Regions from separate parts of the Sus scrofa genome. Here region 1 is linked to region 2. The links are chromatin contacts, called in public HiChIP or PLAC-seq maps. All regions are on one chromosome and are shown on one strand. The core of a region is the stretch at or near the end of the contact, and the rest is flanking DNA. Distances in the headings are between cores, read along the strand shown. Region 1 holds the start of LOC100625207 (probable ubiquitin carboxyl-terminal hydrolase FAF-X). Region 2 holds the start of LOC100624590 (ATP-dependent RNA helicase DDX3X).

Region 1 (4,097 bases), core at 375-2,874, 200 kb before region 2:
TTAAATTAATGTAGGCACTCCAGCTTCCTGTTAATTAATCTTTATTCAGGATACAAGTTCTAGTGATAAGACCAAAGAAAACATCTTTACCAAAGAAAATATCTTTAGTATGCAAAGTACCCCAAATTCTTTTACAAAAAGTAGGGCATAAAATATCATGAAGTTTTAGAGGATGAATGTGTTTCCTAGAAAATGCTACCAAATATTTCCCTTTAAAAATGCAACACGTATATTTAAGGCAGATTTACAATTAGGTCAATTAAGTTTAAAAAAAAAAACAACCTGCCATATTATTTCCCGTGTAGGAGAAACTTCATAGTAGCATAATCAAGTAACACTTTAACAGAATTCCATAAAATGCCTTAAATATCTGCTCAATAAATTTAAAATAACTATGATAACGCAAAAAAATGTAAATATGTTCCACTGAAATGTAAAGCCTCACATCATGAGGTTTCACCACTAAGAAACTCAATAAAGCTAACACTTCTGTAGAAACAGAGAAAAACATAAAGATTAAACTCTAGTATACGACTGATTTCTTAATTAAAACATGTTTCACTGCCCCTCAGCCCTCAATAGTTTGCAATGGTATAAAAACCTTGTTCATGCCTCTGATTATCGCGGAAGATGCGCAAACGTCAAAATATGAAGGCCAGGCGTAGCTGGGGCCTAGCTCTACTCCAAATCACTCCACATCAGTGACGGCGTTTGGTGTCAAACACTACCTGAGGAGCAGTCTAGAGTTAAATAAGGACTCCGACCTAAGGCCCGTAACCTGGGGCGGTTAGCGTCCAGGTACAGACAGTAGCTAGCATGCGAAAGAAGGACACGCGAGCCGTTCAGCCATTTTCCTTTACAGTGTAAAACACAAGCATGCTCTTACAGCGTCGGCTCCTCACTGGCTAGCACAGTGAATTACTGCCCAGCCGGTTCGGGGAAGCCTCTGACCAAGCTGGAGAAGTGAAGAAACAGTAAACAAGGCTCTCCTCTTTTAGACTCACATGTTGACCCCGGAAAAGTGCCGGTCCGTGGCTATTCACTGTATAGCACGGGTACCTTTTCTCAAAAAGCAGAATACGTGAAAGCGGACGCAGAGGCAAAGTTCAGTCCTTACTGGGGCCAAAAAAAACCCCGCACGGCCGGGTTCTGGGTTGCAACGGTGAGGAAAAAAGCATTTCTCCCTCTTCCTCCTCCTCCACACATGGTTGCCCTCTTACCTCTTTCTCTGACGGGCTTCAATCTTTACAAGCCTAAGTTTGCCTCCTCCTGTGTTAGAATCGCCCACAGCCGTTTCTTCACCTCCTTGGGCCTAGTGTTTTCGCATCGAGTAGCTCCCAAGGCCTACACTAAAATAGGTGGTGAGGGGCCGCCTCCAGTAATGGCGAGGCAGCAGCGAGTTGTAAAGCTCCGCAACGCCCTTACAATCTGGGAAAGGCTGTAAGAAAGAGGCTTGGTACAGAAACTAGGGCTCAGGCAGTCGCCTGGCCCGGTCCTCTTCAATATGGCGGACCCGGCAAGTATTTTAAAAAAAAATAAATAAATAAATAAATAAAATAACCGCCGGGCCGGCAGCAACCGCAGAGCCGCAGACTCCCACCAGGCTCAGCGCCACCCCGTGTCTCGTGGACCCACCTACCCCACCCCCAGCAAGCCCCGCCCCTCGGCTCCTCCTCCTGCTCCTACTCAGACCCCTGTCAGTCAGCTGTGCCTTCTTTTTCTCTTTTCCTCCCTCACCTCACAACCCGCCGGAACTCGGAAAAGGTCCATCCCAGAGCCGGAAGGCAATCGTGTCGACCGGGCACATTGATCCTGAACAACTGGTAACAGTGCTAGGACCACACGGTAAAGACACTTTACAAAACCACTGCTTGTCCGGTTTGCCCTTCCACCGGGTGTTGCTGTACTCTCGGTTCTGTAGTTCCTTAGAAGAAAACCGTAAAGAGTGGAGAAGAAGTATTCAGACTGTGATTCAGCCTGCGTGATGTTTAGGCTGTGCAAGAAGGGCAGTAATGCTCAGACATTTTCACTTGCATTGCTAGGTTTTGTTGCATGGTGAGACTTTCCCCACTAACACACCTTAATAAGTACATCATTGGCCCTCACATTTTTCTAGAATGGGTACTGGAAACAGACGATGAATGCAGAAGAAAAAATGCTGAAACTAAGCACTTCCGTGTCTGGCAAATCTCTGAGACACAACTTTCAGAACTACGTCTTAATATTTTCTTGCTTTGCAAGAACTTCAGTCCTGTCCTAACAACCTGGATACAAATGGGACGAACAGAGGATTGGATAGGCACCACCAGTTTGAAAGTGTAAGAGGAAAGCTTGTTGGTTATCTTACATGGCATATATTAAAGTTTAGGCAAGAGATAGATGGCCTTCAGCGTAGACATTAAAACCAACCATCTGTCTATACTTCAGTATAGAAATAACAACAGGAACAAGATGAATAACTTGAATTTGTCTTCTGTGGACACTTTAAACAGTGGTAATGGCAGGATCAGAGAGCGGCTAAGCCCTGCTCTGGCAAAAGACCAGGATAGGTCACATGGTTCATATCCTGGGGTCAGGGAGTCCCTAACTTCATATAAGCAGAGAGACCCCTCTGGGTCAGAAAGGGAGGAGATGCCAGCTCAAAATATCTCCAATTAACCTTCACATAAGTCCTTGCTCTGGAAGCCATCTTGGCCAAAATTTGTGCGCACAGATGGGGTAGGCCCCTGGGTCTGGTTGGGTATAAAAGATAAAATGAGGAGTTCCCCTCGTGGCGCAGTGGTTAACGAATCCGACTAGGAACCATGAGGTTGCGGGTTCGGTCCCTGCCCTTGCTCAGTGGGTTAACGATCCGGCGTTGCCGTGAGCTGTGGTGTAGGTTGCAGACGCGGCTCGGATCCCGCGTTGCTGTGGCTCTGGCATAGGCTGGTGGCTACAGCTCTGATTGGACCCCTAGCCTGGGAACCTCCATATGCCGCGGGAACGGCCCAAAGAAATAGCAAAAAGCCAATAAATAAATAAATAAATAAATAATTGTGATAAAAATTGAAATTGTAAAAAAAAAAAAGATAAAAGGAGACAACTGGCCAAAGAAAAACAAAGACCCTGAAAGACTGTCCCATATGAGAGGTTTAAATCACCTCTCTGGTGCTCTTCATTCAGGGGGAGGCCCCTAGCCTGACTTGTCCTTTGGGTGTATTGTTACTCTTTGTTTCCGACTTCCATAAATAGGTTACTTCCCTGAGTGCTCTGGCAGATGTCTCTAATAATAACCTTTCTACCTGCTTTGGCAGTCTTTGTCTCTGTGAAACATTCTTGCTTTCAACAGAGAGGAAGAATCAGGGCAATTCTGCTTTCAGCCTCTAGCTGATCTAGTGGGCAGGATTCCTGGTTTTCACTCAGGCTTCCCAGGTTCCATTCCTGAGCAGAAAATTAAGACCTTACTTCAAGCCATCCCTCACAGCTGTCCTTCACAGATCAAGGTGACCACATGGATTTGGTCCTTATTAGCATTGTATATTTTGTTAATTGATTTTGTTTTGTTTTGTTTCGTTTTTTCTTTTTAGGGCTGCACCCCCACCCTATGAGGTTCCCAGGCCAGGGGTTGAATTTGAGCTGCAGATGTGGGGCTATGCAACACCAGATCTGAACCATGTCTGTGACCTACACTACAGTTCATGGCAACAGCAAATCCTTTACCCACTGTTCGAGACTGGGGATCAAACCCATGTCCTCACTGATACTAGTCAGGTGCATTACCACTGAGGTAACATATAACACACAACAGAACATATAAACATATAAATATCCTTAATTGATGTTTATATGTTAAAACAATCTTGTATTCCTGGCATGAATCCTATTTAGTCTTATGGTAAAATATTTTGTAATTTATTACTGAATTCACTTAGCAGTATTGGTTCATCTTTTCAGTCCACCTGTAAGCATTTATCCATCAATTGTGGGTTTCCAAATAATGGGCATGTTGTTAAAACTTATTACTCTAAAAAATCTTCCAGACAGGTATTGCCATCCCTGATTTTCTTCAAAGGAAATATACAGAAAGAGCAAGTTAAGGGGTCTCCCACAATGGTGCA
Region 2 (4,096 bases), core at 415-2,914:
AAGATATTGGTAGATTTTAAACACAGTGTTTTTGGCAAATCTCCACTCAGGAATGCAAATACTGCAATTAAAGTTAAATTTGTAATTGCTTTCACAATTTTGGAAAAATTATCACCACCAAAAAGTTTTATATCCTTAGTTGAAAATGCATTTGTTTGTATTCTTGGCACATGGGGTAAGCACTTGACTGGTCTCACTGGGGCAGTGTGGGATTTTTACATATTAGATATTTTATTATACATTATTTTCCTTCTATTTGTATTAGACTTAGGTCGTGTGAGGGAGAAACTGTGCATCTGTGCATTTAATTTATATCATCTGTCAATTTAATTTCAGAGTGGTAAAAGCGTTGACAAAATATTTGCCTTAAAAAATGTGTAACTTGGCTTATATCCAGAAATGGCAAAGCGGCAAAGCAACTTGTTCTAAACACATGTAAATGTTAACGTTTTGAATCTGAAAAAGCAGAATACTGTTTTGTGTGGTAAATGTTTTGAGACTGCAGCTTGTAGTTTGTTGAATCCCAGAAGTAGGCGATCCTAGTATTTAACCTCTGTCTTCACTGAGGAACGGATCTACACATAAGCTGTCCCTCACTTAAAACCAGGGACCAAGTAATCAACATATTTTCTCATTTGAGCGAACCACGGCACTAAATCGGAGTAAGGGACGTAGAAGACAGCCGCAAAAATAGACTCCTCCCAAGGCAGTGGCCCACTTCCCTGAATTGCCCACTCAGGCCGTGGCCTAAGTATAACAGCCTAGGTCCAACCACTTGAGTTTGTATCCCAGGCTGATTCCGCCAACAGTCCTGGGTCCATCGGGCCCTGGGAGTCGCCTGGGGTTTTTAAGAAGCAGCAGTTCCCAGTGGGTTAGCAGACAGAGACCACTAGGGAAAAACAAAGACTAAGGCAGCATGGGCGCCTAAAGTGTGGGGGAGGGGCGAAGCAATGTTCCCAGAGAGGCGCGTCATTCACTATATAATTTTTTCATTATTCCCTCACCACGTGACGCGACTGCAGGAGCTACAAGCGCACACTCGCCGTCAGGAAACCGGAGAGCACTCGAGTTTCTGGCCAAGTCCCCTCCGCTTCCCTTTCCCCCTCCCCCACCCCCGCTTTGCCCCTCTCATTCACCTTCCACAGAGTCCTTCAGACCACCTCTTCTTTCGCCTCTACCTTGAGACTATTCAAGTCACCATTGATAGCTCTACGAAATGGCCAACGCGGCCGACGCCTGGGGTCAAGTGACCCTCCATCTTCTCGGAATCAGGGCTTTTTGACTAGTTACGACTTTGCGGAAACTTCCCCAAAGGTGGGGGAGGGCGTGTTAGAACGTGACATTTTACAAAACTTCAAATTCTTCCAACTTAAAGAGAATGGGACGGAAGAGCGGTAGAGGAAGATAGGAAACTAGGAGGGCGGGGGAGATTGGGGGATATTCGCGATAAGGTTAAAACGTGCAAACTGGATGAAGGTGGGACTCTGCAAGTTTTTGCTAGCCCCCCCAACTTCCAAAACCCTGGAGTAGGGGGGGTTGAAAGAGAGCTCTCCCGAATTCTGAGAGCGTTTGGGGGAAGGGTCCCCCCAACATCAGAAGATCCCGCGAGATTATGACTAAACGAACGCTAGCTGGCGGGCAGAAGTAACGGTAGCCTTAAAGGGATCGGGGGGCGGGGGAGTTGAAAACGCTCGGGTTACGTGCTGACGTAACGCGGTCGAAGCGGGTATATTTCCGCCTGACCAACTGTATTTTGGCGAAGTGTAGGTCCGTTGCGTGGCGTTTAATATCTGGATGCGCTGCCGCTGAAGTGGGAAGTTTGGAGTTCTCGCTTCTCTTCAGGCATGAGTCATGTGGTGGTGGAAAATGCGCTTGGTCTGGACCAGCAGGTAAGCCGAAATGTTCCTGTCTAGTAGGCTGTCTGTACCGACCCTTTCTCTGGCTTAACGGGGCCTATGGCGGAGTACTAACTTGCCATCTTCACGTCTTATCCTGGGTTCCTTTGGTTCCGGTGGGTACACTGTGGGTAAACGAAAAGAGACATGCAGACCAGGTGGAGGTGGAGTGGGAAAACTTCCGTTGGTAGCACTAATTTGATCGTAGCTCTTTTCGGTAGGCTTATATCTAGCCAAAGTATTATATCGGGCCGCGTACAATGGCGTCTTTTGTGTGCTTGCGCCCTCTCGCAGGTGCGCCCACGTGCGAGTACCGCGACCATGTTTCGTCTCGACCGATTTGGGTCACACTGTATAGCACCGATTACAACCCCACAGGTGTCGTTGGTTTTACGCCAAAGGTGGACTGTGGCAGTGGAGTCGGGGCAGGGCCTCCTGGCCGGCTAATGGCGGCGGCCTCCTTTGTTCGGTCTGCATGGTTAGCTGTACTTGGGTGCTTTCACCGAACGCCTAACCGTTTATGTTCTAGGCCACCGGGTGCGTGCTGGCGATTTGATTATAGAAAGTGAAACTTTGTTTTCTTGTTTCTCTCGCGGGCCACCTGCCTCTGGGCTATCACTGTTCAGTGTTGCGCCTGACTAGGCCTTGTTACCAGAGTGGAAAGTTTTGTGACGCAGAAGAGCCGGAAAGGGATACTGGGGAGGAAAAGAATGGCCGCCGCTTGCTTCTCTCCACTCCTGTCTGCGTATAATGAAGTTGGACTTAGGCACGGAGACTCCTGGGAGGTTAGGAATCTGGAATTGCTTTATTTCCTATATTTAATTCAGAGAGTCATTGAATGGCCGTTAACCCGACCGTGCCGTTTTTTGGCGGTGTTACTCTGTGTTGTGTTTTTAAATTAAGCGTTTAACTTTGAAGTTGATCAGATGGAAAATAACCAGAAGAATCGGTGAGCAGCGCAGATTTGATTAGCTTGGTATTACTGATTTGGTTGTGTCTGAGACGAAAAATAGAAATAACGCAAAGCCAAGAGCCTGTTCTCTTCAAGTATATTCCTTTTCTTTTACGGTGTAGAGAAGTGGGTAGAGAATAACGTGAGCTAAGAAAAAAAGGCTTAAGTTGCAGGCTTGCTTGCCATTTCTGGGAAATCTCCATTTCGTTTCTGCTGTGTTGCCTCCAGAAAAACTCCAGTCGTTTGGAATCTTAACAGCTTATTTCAGTTTCTTTTTTTAAACGTTTAAGAGTGGTATTGATTTAGGGCATAAACCTTTTCCAGACAGTATTACACGAACTCCTGAATTGTGAAACAAAACCTGATGACACTATCTGATCCAAAATACTATTGTTGGAGTTCCCATTGTGGCGCAGTGGTTAACGAATCCGAATAGGAACCAAGAGGTTGAGGGTTCGATCCCTGCCCTTGCTCAGTGGGTTAACGATCCGGCGTTGCCATGAGCTGTGGTGTAGGTTGCAGACGCGGCTCGGATCCCGCGTTGCTGTGGCTCTGGCGTAGGCTGGTGGCTGCAGCTCCGATTGGACCCCTAGCCTGGGAACCTCCATATGCCACGGGAGCGGCCCAAGAAATAGCAAAAAGACCAAAAAAAAAAAAAAAAAGACAAACAAAATATTATTGTTACATGTAATACATTTGCAGGGATTTGACAGTACTCATCTTAGAAGCATTTTTCTTCTGATGATAGGTTTAAGTTAATGCCAGCACTTTGTTAAAATGAAACTTGATAGGTTAAAGAGAGGGTGGAAGTTGAAAGTCTTTGTCACCAGTACAAGCAATCACATGAGTAATATTTTCTGGGTAATAGGATCCATTTAACACGTAATAACGTGTGCTCTGTAGATAATTAGAATTTTTCAGTAAACAAATTAGACATGTAAAAGTTGTGACAGTTGAAGAGTATTATCTTGATAGTGAATGTTATTTGGTAAAAATGTACAGCTTTGAATGTAGTGGTTGTAAATGTTGTGTAGCAAATTTACTTTGCAGATAGGTGGCAGTATTCTTTGTTTTTTTGTCCCTTTCACTTTTTTGGGGGGATATATAATTTTGCACTACTAGTTTGGTTAGTTTTCATGAAATGCAATAATGAAATAATCTTTTTTCCTGCAATTAATGAAATTCTTCAGTGTAAAGGGACAGGTAGGAATTGATGTTAAAGACCCCTCTGGTAAAAGCTGATGCCTTT

What was found. HiChIP or PLAC-seq counts read pairs in DNA pulled down with a chosen protein or histone mark.
Region 1: an H3K27ac HiChIP or PLAC-seq map of alveolar macrophages shows a contact between it and region 2. The contact joins the promoter of LOC100625207 here to the promoter of LOC100624590 in region 2. A contact is called at or near these places in 2 of 2 datasets of contacts at active chromatin or transcription factors (alveolar macrophages and skeletal muscle).

What each region holds. Positions count from the first base shown.
Region 1 is chrY:9,372,415-9,376,511 of Sscrofa11.1, reverse strand. It overlaps LOC100625207 (probable ubiquitin carboxyl-terminal hydrolase FAF-X), which reads right to left and starts at 1,624. Exons shown (of 45, transcript XM_021080952.1): 1 at 1,221-1,624.
Region 2 is chrY:9,168,196-9,172,291 of Sscrofa11.1, reverse strand. It overlaps LOC100624590 (ATP-dependent RNA helicase DDX3X), which reads left to right and starts at 1,664. Exons shown (of 17, transcript XM_013991065.2): 1 at 1,664-1,889. The coding sequence starts at 1,845.